Linked DNA regions of Sus scrofa: region 2 is linked to region 1. The links are chromatin contacts, called in public Hi-C maps. All regions are on one chromosome and are shown on one strand. Each heading gives the region's core, a stretch centred on a gene start, on an enhancer-like site or on the middle of the called end of the contact. The rest is flanking DNA. Distances are from core to core; before and after follow the strand shown.

Region 1 (3,286 bases), core at 467-2,966:
ATCTGTGTGTTTTCTTCTAGGGTCTTTCTTTCCTGATTTCAGGCCCTCAGAAACAGTTTTTAAAATAGCATTTTGGCTCGGATACCTAAACAGCTGCATCAACCCCATTATATACCCGTGCTCCAGTCAAGAGTTTAAAAAGGCCTTTCAGAATGTCTTGAGAATCCAGTGTCTCCGCCGAAAACAGTCTTCCAGACACGCCCTGGGCTACACCCTGCACCCCACCAGCCACGCCCTGGAGGAGCAGCACAAGGACTTGGTGCGAATTCCGGTGGGGTCTGGAGAGACCTTCTATAAGATCTCCAAGACCGATGGAGTCTGTGAATGGAAATTTTTCTCCTCCATGCCCCGGGCCTCTGCCAGGATTACGGTGCCCAAAGACCCGTCCGCGTGCACCACTGCCCGGGTGAGAAGTAAAAACTTCCTGCAGGTCTGCTGCTGCATGGGGCCCTCCACCCCCAGCCGTGACGAAAACCATCCAATCCCAACCATTAAGATCCACACGATCTCCCTCAGTGAAAATGGGGAGGAAGTCTAGACACGGGAAAGGTCTGGAGGAAGAGAGGAGGGCGGCGGGAGGGGTGGAGACCTTAGGTACCAACTCCAATTTCCTAGCAGGAAATTCACTCTTCCTGGATGACAAGACAGGACCATTAAACCAGGGACCATCTAGGGATGGGGCTGGGGAGGAGCCCGCTCCGGGGCAGTGGGTAGGGCTTGGGGAAGAGAGAGGAGGCGATCCCTCAACCATCCAGTTCCCGCTGATGAGAAACATCCTTTCCTTGAGGCTAATGCTCTCCGTGTCGTCCTCCCAGCCCTCTCTCCTTGTCTGGCCCCGTCAACGAAAAACACCATGGGAAACAGAATTTCATACACAATCCAAAAGACTATAAATATAGGATTATGATTTCATCATGAATATTTTGAGCATGCACTCTAAGTTTGGAGCTATTTCTTGATGGAGTGAGGGGATTTTATTTCCAGGCTGGACTTACTGACAGCCACGTTGAATATGGATGGGGAGGGGGGCCTGGAGAGGAAGAGGCTTCAGTGGGTGTTTGGTATCCAGACACGTTCGTTTTAGAGCCGGTTTTAAACCCCACCACTTCTGATGACATCCAGGTCCTCAGCTTGGGTGAAACTTGACAGCGAGATTTACCTCTGGCTGCCATTTGACCAGATATGGCTCCTGACACCCTTAAGGCTGAGGGTGAGGGACACTCATGATGTCTCCGAACTACTGGGGCACATGCTTGGGGCTGGAGAGCTTTGAAAGAACCAGGTGGCGAGAGGATGGCTTTTCCTAATGGAAGACAGTAGACATGAGGGTCCTTTTTTTACCTTGACTACTGTGGACACGATGCCATTAAGCAATTCCAAGTTCAGGTGGGGGAAGGCTTCTCATGTAACATATTTAAAGATCAGGAGCTTGGGGTGGGGTGGGTGCTAATTTCACGCGAAAACAGAGATTACTCCACAGCCTTTTCGAAGTGGCCTCGAAAGGCTCTTTTTGGCAAATCACTTACTTTTTCCACAACGCCATTAGGAAAACCCAAAGCTTGTGATATTCTGAAAGGCACATCGAGACCCCCATTTTTTTCCTCAGCTGCTTCACCGTTGCATAATGAATGAAGTTCAAGGTCCCCAGTGTGCGCGGAACACGTTGGAATGAACCTGATGATCCAGGCGTATCTTTCCTGAACTTTGAAAGGTACCCATGTTTATCTTGGGAGGATACTTTCTGGTCACCAAAAAACCCATCAAAAACCGAAGTGTGCAAACAGTTTTTGACAGAAGCCTGTTTATTCTGATAAAAGATCCCATGGCCCATCCACTGCACTGAATTCCACTTTTTACAGGAATCCTGGGGAATACACTCTTTTTTTGCTTTAAGTCGACCAAATTTTGGTAAACCTTAATAATTCAGTATATTACTAAGATACAGATGGTGACTCTATGTCAAAATTAATATATTTTCACATTCCTCAAGAATTTAAAATTACGATTTAGGTTTTTTTGAAATACTTCTTGACTAGAATCGCTGTTCTTAAAACTACTGACCATTTCTGTGGCCCTCTTTTCCCTCTCAGAATTTTAAAGCAGATTGTAGCCAATATTTAACCCTCACCACAAGGTAATGCCTCCCTTCATCTTTTCCTTCTTTGCTTGCAACACAATAATCATTTCCTGAAATCCTTCTAAAAAGCTCATTTCTTTGCACACTGCCACGGAAGGTATGTTTGCATATGGCTTTGAGTTTGGTTGTGGGTTGCATTTTGACATCGAATATGATTGCTTTCTCAGACCTTTCCGGAAAGTGTCTTGCTATTGACCCAAGAGACACTCTGCCTTGTGCTCGTAACTTGGATTCTGGCAGTAGATGTTGGCTGGATTTTTAGACTCTTCTGGTCTGTTTGCATGTCCCATAACTGCTCTACCAGATGTGGGTGTCCTATTATGGATGTAGGCCTCAAGGAAGAACCAGAATATGCAAACCCCACTTAAGTTTCCTTGTTGAAAAGAGCTTCTTTTAGGACCTGATTTTTTTTTTTTTTAACTTTGTGGCTGCACCGGCAGCATATGAAAGTTCCTGCAGCTGCATCCTACATTACAACTACAGCAGAACCAGATCCTTTAACCCACCGTGCCCAACTGGGGATCAAACCCCCTGCCTCCTGAGCAGCCTGAGCCGCTGCAGTTGGATTCCTAACCCACTGCTCCATAGCAGGTATCCCAGGATCTGAATTTTAAAAGCCACTTACCAGGCTCCCCGTGACAGGAAGAACATCCCCATGAAAAGAATAGTAAAAGTTTTTCTGCAACAGAATATGACTCCATATGTGAGATATTTTTTAAATACATTTACAGACAAATTTAAATTTTAGCTACTAGAAAGCTTAAGATCAGGGAGTCCCCGTCATGGCTCAGTGGAAACGAATCCAACTAGTATCCATGAGGATGCAGGTTCAATCCCTGGCCTCATTCAGTGGGTTGGGGATCTGGCGTTGCAGTGAGCTGTGATGCAGGTCACAGACATGGCTCAGATCCTGTATTGCTGTGGCTGTGGTGTAGGCCGGCAGCTGTAGCTCCGATTCAGCCCTTAGCCTGGGAACTTCCATATGCTCTGGGTGCAGCCCTAAAAAGCGAGGGAAAAAAAAAAAAAAAAAGAAAAAAAAAAAGCTTAAGATCACCAGAAAGCTAACCTTAATGCCATTTCTAATCAAAATAAACAACTAGAAAATCTTCCGGTCATCCAATAAAAGCCATGACAATTGTATTCATGTAA
Region 2 (3,286 bases), core at 356-2,855, 95 kb before region 1:
TCGGCCGGGGAATCCCGCCTCAGGGCCCAACCGCAGAGTCCTTACAAGGCAAGGTGGGTCCCCACTCCCCGCATTCCTTCCTGCGTCCCTCTGGTCAGCTTGCAGCTGTGGAAACCTAGCTTTCTGACGCAGACTGTGGCCCCCAGCTCAGAAAATACGAGGCGTCCTCCACCCGCTAGCGCGTGCATTTGATTTTTTTATGCTTACAAATTCCGCAATGACTGCCGCGTGCAAAGCCCCTTCGGTAGAGTGAGGCTGCCCGCTCCCACTCCTCCCCCCTGGACCCCCAAAGCCAGCCTGGGTGTGGCTTGAGGTTCGAGTCCTCCGGGACCACTGATCCTGCGGCTTGGAAAGGAATCCTGGACCGACCCAGGTCGCGTACAGCCCTCCTTGAGTCCCGAGGGCTTTGCTCTGGACCCGGCTCTCAGGCCCGTTTGTTGGGTCGACAGACCGGCGCGCTCCACACATTCAAGTGTGAATTCCTCCCGCGTGAGCGTGTCACTGGCCCTGAGGTCCCGGGTCGCAATGGCTCCCTCTCCCAGGCCTCCCCTTCCAGGTGACTGCGAAGCAACCTGTTCAAATGGCAACCGGGTAGATTCTCCGGGTGTCCACCTGCTCGGCTTGGTGCGACAGAACGGTCAGCCGCAGTCGCGCCTCGCGGGCTTGGGGATTTTAATTTCACTGTGTGGCCGCGGGGCGCTGCAGCTTGGGGTTTGTTTGCTTCGGTTCTTGAACCTGGCTAGAGGCCGCGCGCCGAAGCGCGCCAGGGCAAGGTTCCCAGCGGCGCCGCACAACTCGCGGTCCCCTCCTGCGCGCTCGGCTGCGGCAGGGCAAGCCGCTTCAAGACCGCAGAGCACGCGGGTTCCCAGCCGGGTAGGATTACCCGTCGAGCCCGACACAGCCTCCCTCCTCAGGGCGCCTGACTTACACCCGGCATTTCTCTTTGCGCTTTTTTCAGGAGGACGCTGGCAAACAACTGCTCCGCAGCCGCCTCGGTCTTGGCAAATATTTCACATCCATGTCCCCGACCTCTGCGCCTAGAAGATGGGTCAAGCATGAGTCCAGCCACACCGTGGGCAACTACTGGCGGTGTGAAGTGCCCAGATGCCTTTAGTCCCCAGCTTTGAGAGTCGACGGCAGACCAGTGCTTGCTTGTGGTTTGGGGGGGAATTCCAAATTATGTGCAGAATGCTCAATCTTCTGACCCGGATGGATCAGACAGTGCAGAAAAGGAGACTCCCGTAATCCTGGGATTGCATTTTGCAACGCATCTCCTCAAGCTTCGCTCTAAATCTTGCGAAGGGAGGGAGTTGGGGCCCTGGGCCAGCGCAGCAGGTGGAGAGGGTCAGCAGGCAGCCCCGCGCGCCCCTGGCCATGTTGTCTTTAATGCCCTGCCCCTTTATGTGGCCTTCTGAGGATTTCCAGGGCTGCCCGGGGGTGCTTCCCACCCGCACGCTCTCTCTTACCCCCAGACAACCGCGGCAGGCAAGACTCCCCCGAGCCGTGACCTTTTGACTCCCCACTCCCCCCACTCCCGCGTCCGCCTTCGCGCCTCCCGGGAGTGGCCCTCAAGAGCGGCACCTCGCCCTGCTCCGGCTGGGACCATGGTGTTTCTTTCTGGAAATGCCTCAGACAGCTCCAACTGCACCCACCCGCCGCCACCGGTGAATATTTCCAAGGCCATTCTGCTTGGGGTGATCTTGGGGGGGCTCATCATTTTCGGGGTACTGGGGAACATCCTTGTGATCCTTTCCGTGGCCTGCCACCGGCATCTTCACTCGGTCACTCACTACTACATCGTCAACCTGGCGGTGGCCGACCTTCTGCTCACTTCTACGGTGCTGCCCTTCTCCGCTATCTTCGAGATCCTGGGCTACTGGGCCTTTGGCAGGGTCTTCTGCAACATCTGGGCGGCGGTGGACGTCTTGTGCTGCACTGCATCCATCATGGGACTCTGCATCATCTCCATCGACCGCTACATCGGCGTGAGCTACCCGCTGCGCTACCCCACCATCGTCACCCAGAAACGGGGCCTGATGGCTCTGCTCTGCGTGTGGGCGCTCTCCCTGGTCATCTCCATAGGGCCTCTGTTCGGCTGGAGGCAGCCGGCACCTGAGGACGAGACCATCTGCCAGATCAATGAGGAACCGGGCTACGTGCTCTTCTCCGCGCTGGGCTCCTTCTACGTGCCGCTGACCATCATCCTGGTTATGTACTGCCGGGTCTACGTGGTGGCCAAGAGGGAGAGCCGGGGCCTCAAATCGGGTCTCAAGACCGACAAGTCGGACTCAGAGCAGGTGACACTCCGCATCCATCGGAAAAACGCCCCGGTCGGAGGCAGCGGGGTGACCAGCGCCAAGAACAAGACGCACTTCTCCGTGAGACTCCTCAAGTTTTCCCGAGAGAAGAAAGCGGCCAAGACACTGGGCATAGTGGTCGGCTGCTTCGTCCTCTGCTGGCTGCCTTTTTTCTTAGTGATGCCCATTGGTAAGTCTTTACAACACCTCTTCTTCGCATTTAGGGGGCTTCACCCCCTTCCCTTTCTGCTACCCTAGAGCACAGTCTGGCGTGGAAGAGAAAGGGATCTGCATTTCAAACGGCAGAGCTAGGAGGGCAGTTAGGAAAGACTCCCCTGTAGAAAAGTGAATTTTCATTCCCTTTCTGCTCCTATCTCATTTCTATTAAGTCCTTAGGGCACTTTTTCAGCTACTGCAAAGTGGCTTCCTACTGATGCAGATTAATTGGTCTCCTTAAAAGAACGTCAACTTTTCTTAATGCTTGGAAGCATGTGTTTAATTTAAATACATCCATCCTCAGATGTCGAGTTTCAGCGGCTCCACCCGGCGCTTAGGCAAAGGCTGGTGGAATGCCACTTTCACCTCTGCTGCTGTGGACAGCAAATTCTCTTGGCCTAAAAATAAGCACCGTGCTTATTCTGAACAAAGGTGTAATTTTATTATTAGATTAGATTATTCCTAAGGGTTAGTTATAATGGTCTGTTTATGTCCTATATCTGTGTTAACATTATTTTCTGGATTCATGTGGAAGAAAGTATGGTGAGCCACTGACAAGGAAAAAAAATGATATTATGTCCAAACCAATTTAACCTTTAAAGAATTTAACATAATATTTCCAATAAGTAAATACTTTCCTCTTTATTTTAATACTAAGTATTAAAGCAAACACTGCTCTTATCCAAATCCTTCCGGCAGCTGCAGATGACACTGTTTGAAAATAATACGTTAATGTTACAAACCCAATTTTTGCAAATGCTAAATTAGCTGTT

Evidence for each region. A called contact is a pair of places that touch in the nucleus more often than the background predicts.
Region 2: a contact with region 1 is called in a Hi-C map of liver, with 6 times the contacts expected there. The contact joins the promoter of ADRA1A here to the enhancer-like site in region 1. A contact is called at or near these places in 1 of 5 promoter capture datasets (liver), 3 of 47 Hi-C or Micro-C datasets (heart right ventricle and liver) and 1 of 2 datasets of contacts at active chromatin or transcription factors (skeletal muscle).

Annotation. Positions count from the first base shown.
Region 1 is chr14:10,634,396-10,637,681 of Sscrofa11.1, reverse strand. It overlaps ADRA1A (adrenoceptor alpha 1A), which reads left to right. Exons shown (of 2, transcript NM_001123072.1): 2 at 21-538. The coding sequence ends at 538. Among named protein-coding and RNA genes, the nearest start is that of ADRA1A, 95 kb to the left of the region's middle. Within about 2 kb of position 1,716, at least 1 of the 83 cell types and tissues checked has an H3K27ac peak or open chromatin away from gene starts, as enhancers often do. A contact at or near this core is called in liver, where this site is marked.
Region 2 is chr14:10,729,176-10,732,461 of Sscrofa11.1, reverse strand. ADRA1A (adrenoceptor alpha 1A) reads left to right here and starts at 1,605. Exons shown (of 2, transcript NM_001123072.1): 1 at 1,605-2,487. The coding sequence starts at 1,605.